2 separate regions of the Zea mays genome follow, and region 2 is linked to region 1. Evidence: chromatin contacts called from public Hi-C data. All regions are on one chromosome and are shown on one strand. Each heading gives the region's core, a stretch centred on a gene start, on an enhancer-like site or on the middle of the called end of the contact. The rest is flanking DNA. Distances are from core to core; before and after follow the strand shown.

Evidence for each region. Hi-C and Micro-C count contacts between places; a contact is called where the count stands out from the background.
Region 2: a contact with region 1 is called in a Hi-C map of root tip, with 2.8 times the contacts expected there. The contact joins the promoter of LOC103641772 here to the enhancer-like site in region 1. A contact is called at or near these places in 5 of 25 Hi-C or Micro-C datasets (ear, leaf and root tip) and 1 of 3 datasets of contacts at active chromatin or transcription factors (leaf).

The regions. Positions count from the first base shown.
Region 1 is chr10:128,134,694-128,139,972 of Zm-B73-REFERENCE-NAM-5.0, reverse strand. No RefSeq gene overlaps it. Among protein-coding and RNA genes, the nearest start is that of LOC103641769, 18 kb to the right of the region's middle. Within about 2 kb of position 2,577, at least 8 of the 20 cell types and tissues checked have an H3K27ac peak or open chromatin away from gene starts, as enhancers often do. A contact at or near this core is called in root tip, where this site is marked.
Region 2 is chr10:128,296,644-128,301,922 of Zm-B73-REFERENCE-NAM-5.0, reverse strand. It overlaps LOC103641772 (ABC transporter B family member 15), which reads right to left and starts at 2,406. Exons shown (of 8, transcript XM_008665106.4): 1 at 1,815-2,406; 2 at 1,668-1,722; 3 at 1,381-1,571; 4 at 852-1,309; 5 at 217-757; 6 at 1-129. The coding sequence starts at 2,054.

The sequences.
Region 1 (5,279 bases), core at 1,328-3,827:
ACTGCCTTTCTCTAAGAAAATGATGAGTGACATCAACTCCACCAAATTGAGCATGTACATCATAGGTCTCTTTCTCTCTACGGGAGCGGGGTGGGCTTGCGGAATACCTAGTGTATTCACCCAGATTTATTTATGTTTTTCAGCAGCCGAGGACTTCTTTTCTGCTATGCTTGATTAAGAGGGTTGTGTCTGTACCCAGTTCTGCCTGTGGCTTGGGCTAGTGTATTTTCCTACTGCGCTTCTCTATTTGGCTCTCTCGAGCTTGTACCCCAGTATTGTAATAAATTTATCTAAACTCTGTACTATTTGAAGTAAGGAATGTGTTTACTAGCCTCCTGGGACTAGTAATTGTTTCACATTTGAGTCCCAAAGGATCGGGACGCTTCAGCCAACATGCTAGGGTTTCGTGGGCTGCGCGGGAGGGATGTGAGGCGAAGTGGGCCAAATTGGTGACTGTCGGCCCAATGGTGCATAGTTTCGTTTTATTTTTATTTTTCTCCACTATTTCCTTCCCTTTTGATTTTTAAACTTTGAATTTCAATTCAAATGTTGTTGTGGATTTGTTTTTACCAATTAAACATGTTCTGTGAACATCCAGTATTAATTTCATTTATAAAATTCATTTTGTATTTTTATAGTACCTCTTTTCTTTATTATTTTCCCTTTCTCACTTATAAATTAAGTCTTAATTCTATTTTTTCAAATTTAAAATTGTCTCACAAATTTGAATACAAATGTAGAAATACAATAACCACAACATGATATGCATATTTCTTTATTTATTTATTTGTTAATTGACCAATATTATTTCATTATTTAAATATGCACAAATAGAATAAATTCAAATAATCTCTAAAGGTTCCATAGATTCTAAAACACTTTTATATCAATATATGCATTTATTTATTTATTTTATTACACCAATTTTAGGGCTTTACATCGGGCGAGACGTGAATCCTCCGGGGTCGGCTGCCTTTGCCCGAGGCTGGGCTCGGGCGAGGCGAGATTGTGTCCCTTGAGTGGACTGAGCCTTGACCTTAATCGCACCCATCAGGCCTTTGCAGCTTTGTGCTGATGAGGGTTACCAGCTGAGATTAGGAGTCTTGGAGGTACCCCTAATTATGGTCCCCGACAAGCTAAGTTACATTTTTTCTATCTCTCCTCCCACCTCACCCTAGCCGCCGACCTCTCCCTCCCCCGGCCATTGGTTCTCTCTCCGGCTGGCCAGCTGCGGGACCCTCCCTCCCCTCCCCCATGGAGCATCCCACCTTCGATGCCACCCTTGTGACCGTCGGCGCGGGCGTCGGTGTGCGCACCGCCACCACCACGTCCGCGGGCCTCCTCCCTGATGTTGGCCTGCTCGCTCTCACCGACACGGGTGTCGTCTTCCCCGACACCGCGGCCGACCTCCTCCCTGCCGCTAGCAGCTCCATCTCCTCCCGCAACAACAGCAAGCTCATCGTGGATGGGGCCCCCTTCATAGTCGGCCTTGGCCCCTCTCCGGAGGCCCCTGTTGTCCTCTCTGTGCAGCAGGGTGCCCGACGCTCCTCGCCAGGCTTCCTCGCCCACTACCCCCCCTCATCGAGCCCACGTGAACCGACATCGTCACATCCTCGTCGCCCTCTACGCTTGTCTCTACCGCCTTAGTTGCGGCAATCACCACCAACCAGGCGTCTGTCACCACCTCTCAGGATCACGAGCATGTTGCGTCCTTTGCCTTGGAGCAAGAGCGCGCCATGGGCGCCGCCTTGACCGTTCAGATGGCCACCACACAATGCCTCCTCCTCGGTCGCAGTCCTACCCCTGTGTAGGAGTCGAACCATGTAGACATTGTTTTGTTGATTAGGTACATAAATACATGTGATTAAATATTTTTTTATTTTTAAAATATATATACAATGAGTGATCTAGTTTTGTTCAAAAAATCTCAGCAACACAAATATGAAATCGGTTCGGTGATTAAATCTTTTAATCGGAAGATACGCCTGTAGCAGCTCTCTCCCGCCGACCTGGCGCCGGGTACAATTTTGCACGGGCTCAGCCTGCATCTGTGGAGAAACCAACCAAACAAGGAGTGCTTTAATGCTCAGCGGGTGTAGCTGCACCCACAGAGCAGCCAACCAAGCACGCCCAAGCCCAACGGTTAAGCCGATTTATTAGCTCATACTACATTGCTGTGGGTTTTATTTATGGTTGGAATCAGCGTTAAGCTTGTGCTCTCCATGAGTAGGGAATAGCACTAGCTTTTAGAGCGTGAGTTCAATAATATTCCCTTTACAGAACCTTCTTTGTCAGCAGTACGCTCGCAGGGCACAGAGGCACTCGATCCTCGATCCAGGCCATGGAACAAGTGGCAGGAAATGCTTCCAACCACATGCATGTGCTCGGTGTAGCTGCTGGTGCAGGAAACATGTTGTTGTGATCTGTTTTGCTGTACTACAGGAGACGTCCGCGTGCAGCCGCAGAAAAGCTCCAGTGATGATGGCGTGCATTTGGTCAACTGTGTCACCAAGACACTCTGTCAAAAGCTCCAGTGATGATGTCGCACATTAGGTCAACTGTCACACACATACAATCTGTGCGCTGCGCCGCCACTGGGGAGCAGAGCAGAGCAGAGCAGAGCTAGCCGACACGGGCGGTCGTAGGTCCGGGGCCATACATGAGCATGATGAACTTGCTGGAGCCGCAGTACAGTGCGTTGAGTGCTTGACTGCTTGTGCTTCTTCGCAGATCGTTACGGGGAGCAGAGACCTGATCTTCGACAAGGACGCAACTCCAACCGCAACAGGACGCAACGCAGAGCACAGCGCCCAGCCGCCCCGAGCGGACGCCAGTTCGTAGCAGGTTTCCGAGCGGACGCCACTTTCGTCTCCCAACATAAGTTATTTCCGAAATTACTAAGGAGTCTGCAGAAATCCAGTTCGTAGCAGGTTTCTGTATAGTAGGCCAGGCACTTAACAGGTTTCATCGGTTACAGTTATTCATCAACCAGTCTTCCATTTGCTCCGATTAGTAGTTTTAACAGTAAACGCTTATCTGGTCACCTAGCACACAGATTCTTTTAGCTTAGCACCATTTTGCTGTCTGATTAGATGGTTTTTATACCTTCAAAGTGTGAGATGTATAGCTAAGCAGATGTAATATCATCTTATTTGACACGACATGAAAAGGGCAAGACAATTTGTCACGAATTGACCACACCTACATGACTCAAGCGTTCAAGGCTGTCTGCGCAAAGCACTGATGCTTAGGTTATGTAGAGTGTCATGTGTTACTTGGGGGCACCCATTTGAACATTGGCTGCGAGATGGTCGTGCTAGCCACTGTAGGCCATCAGACAGTTTTTTCTTTTGGTTTCTTATCAAGTTTTAGCTTGGTTTGATTGTGAGGATTGGAACTAGGTTTGTTAGACAATAGACATGCTCATCGTTTCTTAGCTTGGATGGATTGTAATGAGCAGCTCTATGTATGAGGAATGACTGACATGGGAAATCAAGCTTAAAAAGAGCCTCTAGGGCTCAAGCTGTTTCTCTACCCTGTCCCAAACATCATGGGTAATGTTTGTTTTTTTAATCTGTTCTATTGCCTAGAATGGAACTAGATGGTGTAGGGTTCTTAGTTACTGTGTTCAAACTATGAAACTAGCTTTTACCTGCAGTATCTCTGTCTATTTTATGTCTCTGTGACTTAATTTCTACTGGTGACTCGGGGTAATAGTATCAGTAAGATGAAACTTGGTGAACAAATGCTTTTCTTTAACGAAATTTGTGGGACTGGTTTTCTGTTTTTATAAGAGATGAAGAATTGACACTAGAAAGAGTTCGAAAGATTTATGTGACTCAGTTATCTTCACCCTTTGGTTTCTAGTGGACGGTACACAGTTCAAAGCAACTCCACTGAGTGCATTCTTCATGTTCATGGTATGCTGACACGATATGTTCACCTGACAGCCAATGCAAATGCTCTCAAAGTCAGCTGCGAACTTCTGCGAATATTTGTTACAGGTTCGCACTCCCTAAAGAAGTGCTGCATCACTGCAAGCTAATTATGTTGGGGAATCAAATCCGTTTCTGTGATTTAACTGAAATTTCTCTTGCAGAGGCTATTCAACGATCTGCTTTTATCGCTGAAGCAGAGGGTGGTACTGCCATTGAACCCACCCACCTAGTTTGTTCGCTTGGATTTAATATGTTCCGGATTCTACTGTTTCTATAGTGTTTTATCTCACAGTTACAGCAGTCCGAACAGCTTATTTAATCCGAAGCGAACACTTGAGCTACCCCATGTAGCCTCCCGAACTGTTTATCTGGGTGAGTGCATTTACTAAGCTGTGTCTGGCGTGAAAGGATAAAGATGCCCGGATGCATTGGCAGGATCGTATGGATCAATGTGTTGTAAACACGGGCAACTTCTATATCGTCTTAAGGAATTATTACAAATGCATTTCTTGGAATATTTTCGTGCTCGTGATGTGTTTGACACAACAAAACACAGCCCAGCCATCCCTCCAGTGGAGCTCAGAATCCAGGTGATGAATATCTGAGCCTGCAGCTACAGGATTGTCTTGTTTGCTGTAACACGGATTCTAAAGTCTAAATTTACAACAACAACAAAGCTCTTTTAGTCTCGGTAAAAACTGATGTGCAATCAGGCTTTGCGTGCAATCACTATGTAATCAGCTATCAAAAGGCATAAAATTTTTCAAAAGATTTATAGATGTACTTTATTATTTACTCTACTAATATAATCAGGTTCTTTAAAACCCGAAGCCTTTTCAAGCTCTCCCCGCGTTTCACGGTCTATCGGCCTCGCGTGCGCGGACGTGTGCCCAGGCTCCGGAGCGGCGGCCTCACGCCCACGTTTCACGCGCCAGGTGTCCCTTCGCTCGCCCTAAACACGCGCATCTCAGCTCCCTAGGGACACCGTCTGTCGCCGCGCGAGGTATGGCCGTCCCTGCCCCTCCGGTGAGGCCGGGCGTCGTAATCCGTGGACAGGCCCAGCGTCGCGTCCACTGTGACCCATCGTGCTTCATCTGCCACACCGGAGCCACCACACCTTCGCCCACCGCACGGGAGACGCTCCATCGCTGCTATGGTGGGCCCTACCATCGAGAGGACCCAGGCACGGTTGCAGGCTTGCAGCAGGCAGACGACACAGTCCGCCGCGTGGCCGTCATCGTTGTACCCACCACCTGACGGCTGCTCACGGTCTCCAGATCTGAATAGGGAGGCGACCCAACGGCTATGCACGGTGTCCAGATCTGAACAGGAAGCGGCATG
Region 2 (5,279 bases), core at 1,157-3,656, 160 kb before region 1:
CTCCGACTCGGAGTCCAGCGCGCTAGTCGCCTCGTCGAGGAGCAGGATCTTGGGGTCCCTGATGAGCGCGCGGGCGATGGCGATGCGCTGCTTCTGACCTCCCGACAGCTGCGTCCCGAACTGCCCGACCTGCAAATGCAAGCATTGAACTTGCTCAAGTACAAATAGGCAAATAGCTAGTTCATTCTGTGGCCAGGATTCGAAGCATCGGCATACATTGGTATCGTATCCATGGGGCAATTTGGTGATGAAATCGTGAGCATTGGCCATCTTCGCCGCCACGACGACTTGCTTCAGCGAGGCCGCCTCGTTGCCGAACAGGATGTTCTCCCTGATGGTCGTGGCGAACAGCACCGGCTCCTGGCTCACCAGGCCGATCTGGCTCCTGAGCCACTCGACGTTGAGCGTGCCGATGTCGATGCCGTCCAGTAGTATCTCCCCCGAGTCCTGGCTGTAGAACCTCTGCAGCAACGAGAGGATGGTGGACTTCCCGGACCCGCTGCCGCCGACGAGGCCGACGGTGGCGCCCTCGGAGATGGTGAGATTCACGGCGTGGAGCACCCGCGTGTCAGGCCTTGACGGGTACGAGAAATGCACGTCCTTGAACGTGATCTGGCCCCTGATGTTCTCCATGGCGGTGCCCTTCTTGCCCTCCGTCTCGAGAGGCTGCAGCTTGTCGATCATTTCGCGCATCCGTGCCGCCGCCGTCGCCGCGTCGACGAAGTAACGCAGGTTTGGCAGAGCCACCATGATGGACCTGGAAACCTCAGAGCAGAGCAGTGCCAGGTACGTATCAGGCAGGCTAGCCGCACCGCAACGCATGCATAAGGATTAAGGAATCGCTTAATTACATTCCGGCCAAGACGATGCAGATGGAGGCGACGAAGACGTGACCGCCCTGCGCGTGGAAACGGATGACCAGGACGCTGCCGATCCAGGACATGAAGGACCACACGGCGTATATGACGCCCATGCTCCCGATGACGACGCCCTTGATGAGCCCCTGCTTGATGCCGAGCGCGGTGCTCCGGGCCAGGGCGCGCCCGAACCGCTCCAGCTCCCGCCGCTCCCCGCGGTACGACGCCACGGTCCGGATGGACGACACCGCCTGCTCGGCGACGCCGCCCGCCTCCTGGTACGCCGCGCGCGCCTGCCCCGCCGCGGCGGCCATTCGCTTGCCCAGGTACACGCTCGGGACCACGAAGAGGAGCGTGAACGGGAGGCCCGCGAGCGCTAGCCGCCACGCGAAGACGAAGGCCACGGCCAGCGTGCCGAAGAAGAGCGTAATGTTTGCCAGGACGTTGGGCAGCTGAAACGTGAAGAGAGGTTGAGCGGCTCGGCCCGGCCCGGCCAGGCATGCACGCAAGTAGAGATGGGGACCTTCTCGGCGAGGAAGTCCTGGATGGTGTCGGCGTCGTCGGAGATGGTGGAGATGACCCTGAACGTGGTGCCCTGCGAGGCCGGCCCGGACGTGTCGAAGAACTCCACCTGCTGCCGCAGGACGGCCTCCAGGTACAGCCGCCTCATCCTGGACGCCTGCCGCTCCGCGGTCTGCGTCCAGCACAGCCCCTCTACAAACATTTTGACAGGGTAGAAGCTGCAGAAGATCGACGGACGCCGCAAAAAGGAAAAAAAAAAATATTGGAGACTGCTGCTGCGCTGCTCACCTAGGAAAGCGCAGGCGCCCACGGCAACCGCGACGTACAGCAACCGAAGCGCGAACTGCAGCAACGTGGCAGGGACGGCTCAGAGGGCTGCCCGTGCGGGCAATGTGACATGCCGGTATAGTATACGTTGGTGTTTCGAGAGCTTGCCTTGTCGACGGCGCTGGAGCTGAAGGCGCTGTCGGCGGTCCCGGCGCCGCCGTAGCTGTTGACGATGTCACCGAGCACGAGCATGGAGAGCGGCTGCATCATGCCGTCGCCGAAGCTGCCTAGCGCGCCCAGCGCCATGAGGCACCAGTCCCGCGCGTCGGCGTAGCGGACCAGCTCCAGGGCCGAGGCCTTCTCCTTGGCCGCGGCCGTCGAGCCTGCCGGTGCCGGAGCGTCGACCATACTCGCTCACCGAGTCACCTCAGTCCCCGATGGTCCCTTGCGTGCGTGTGTGTCAGTGTCTGAAGTGGACGACAGCCTGTGCTTAACAGTTCATTGCGTTCTGTGCTCGGGGAGACGGAGACGGAGACGATGCAATCTACTGACGGTAACATGCTCCAATCGGATGGCGTAGTAGTCCGTCCTGTGACTGTGATCCTCTTGTCGCCTAGTCTCGCGTGCGCGCGAAGGTTTTCGAGCGCGGAATATGCTAAGGCCGAAGGGGACTTCTCGTCGATCGGGCGAGCTTATTCCTCCGCGCCCGGATGGGTAGCTTCGGTGCGCGCGGGGCTTGTCCACGGCGATACGGCCAAACCGAGCCTCTGGAAGAACGTAACAGACGAGAGAATATACGTGACTGTACGGCGACCTCGTCTCACCTAAAAACTGTGATCGATCGTAGTCGTCGAGCTCCGGACTTCATCCGAATCGTCAAGGGCCTAACAGTATTTTTTTTTGTGTACTCGCTTCTTTTTTTTTAGACACTCAACTAAGATTTAAACATTTTGACTTTGGCCAATGATTATCATGTAGATTATATTATCGCATCTAATATAAAAGGGATCCAAGTGTACATAATGGGATACTTGTGATAATATAATCAGAATGCGAAGTCGAAGAAGACGAACTTCGTTCTACAGTAATATGAACTCCGTGAATGATCATTACCATCATAAATATTAAGCATTCTGATCTATTAGATAGAGCAATGTTTTTCTACGTCATCTACTTAGAAATATATGAAGCAACTCTTGAAAGCGTGCTTGTTGTCGCCGTGTGGGTTTGTCAATAGCTTAGAACAAGCGAACTCGGCCACAATAACTACTACTCCCTCTTACTTTTTTATTTATCACCGTTTACAGCTTGTTCGCTGCGGCTTGCTGCGGCTGCAATCCGGCTGCGGCTGCGGCTTCTACAGTATTTTTCTCTCTATGGATTGCAGCTGCAGCAATCCAAACAGCTGCAACAGTGTCGGCTTGTAGCCAGCCGAACACGCCCTTAGTTTCAAAATAAACTAACGGACAACAAATATTTGAGAACAGATGTAAGATAATTCACAGAAACAGTCAGTTTAGGTTAACCAAAAAATAAACGACCAGACTAAACGTCTCTATTAATAGTCTAAAAACTCTAAAACAAAAAAAATATAATTTCTAATGTTTGGTCGGAGAGCCACCGGAGTGGACCGGTTCTATTCTAGATTTAGAGAACAGAGCGGCTACATTCCATATTCTAATATTCTAATAGCGGAGTGAAATTATTTTATTTTATGTTTGGGCTCACCATAAAATGACGGGGAGAAGTGAAACGGTGGTATTCTGCCGTTTTTTGGAGCGAGTTCATCTCATATATGGTGGGAATATTCTTGATTTAGACCTGCTCCACTCTGATCGGTCTGCTTACTCTCCAACCAAACACGGAATGGAGTGGCTCCATCCCACCTCACTCCCCAACCAAACGGCCCTAATTAAACTCATGACTAGACTTGTTCAAACTCGGGTTGAGTAAAAATCGGGTGGTGGGTTGTTTGGCATGGCCTATATCCGTTTCGTGTTTAGTGTCAAGTCGGGTTAGCCCGCGTCTTCATGTTGGACGTGTTAGGTGTGGGGTTTTTAGGTTTGGTCAGATGTTTGGTAAAAAATCATAGTTTGTGTCTGGTCTGTGGATTATTGTGAGTCAAAAGCAATCGCATGTACCCGTTCGTTGCAATGGTTAGGCTAGGTTAAATCAGGGGTTTTTTTCGAACGAGACAAATCTGATTTGTAGAGTCGGATGACCCATGCTCAGGTCTACTCATAACCTACCATTCATGTGTTGTTTGGTTAACAAAATATAACGTAAATGGCAACGATAATGATTTATGCTCAAGTACCAGCGGTAATGAGTTTGAATAGGTTATTATCAGTTTTTAGTGTGATATTTGATTACGGTTAAACATAAACAAACATGATTGATCGTTATCAGTTACTCATCACGTTACAAATATGTGAACCAAACATCACCTTAATACTAGCACCTCTCTACTGCTTCAAGTCGACACCACATTCACATGTGATTATGTATAATACAGGGGGGTTAAGCTAGGCATCCGCAATGGGCCCTTACAAATAAGAGGCCCAATTCTAGACATGTATGCTATTTGTGTATCATGTATGGGATCTCAGCCCATAGAAGCAGGTCCATAATCGGTTGCTAAAAAGGGCAGGTCTTTCAAGACTTCTGATATGGGTTTAGAAATTCAGTAATCAGTACAGACCAGGCGTGCAGCTTAGAGATGTCAATGGGGAATTCCCCACCGGGTTATAGCATCCCAGACCCATCCCCATCATATTTGACTCATCCCCATCCCCATCCCCATACCCATCATGGATGCAAAACCCATCCCATACCCATCCCCATTCGGGTTTCGGGTCCCCAATGGGTCCCCATCCTCAATTAAGAGATAACTAGGTACTAACAACTAGTATAAACCATCCAGATTTCATACATCACCACATTGGCAATCACTCATCCATGAACCATGATCCATTCATCCATCCATCAAAAAAGAAATCAGTACTTCGGGACCAATAGAAGAAATGGAGAAATGAATTCTCCTTACCTTCCTTCGTCATCATCCGAGTTCGTTGGCGCCTGAGAATCCATGGTCGTCACCGTCGTCCTAGGCTCCTAGCAGTCGGCGTAGTGTATGATTGGTTATTTTAGGGTTTTGTTTTTTGCTAGTCTGCTAGTTGCCTTGTTGGGCTAGGACCTGGGGTTTGGTGCGCTGTCGTGCTAGGCTTGGTGGCCGGCTCGGCATCAACTCATTCATACAAACATGACAGGTGTACACGTATGAAATACCCATGGGTAATCGGGTTCGGGTTATTGCTTCCCAAACCCATACCCGTTTACCCAATGGGTGGAGATTTTGTCCCATATCCATACCCATGGGGATAATTTTTGTCCCATATCCGTACCCTAATAGGGGAATTCCCCACGGGTTAGCGGGTATCGGGTCCCCATTGACATCTCTAGTGCAGCTATAAGATAACGTGACCGAAATCTATACTCTTTTGATTTTTATTGAATCTACCCCAACATATTTTTGATAAATTACTTAGTAATAATTACTAGGTAGGTGCCCGTGCGTTGCGACGACATACAAAATATTGAATAAAATGGTAATGCACAACTAAATCAGTTCAA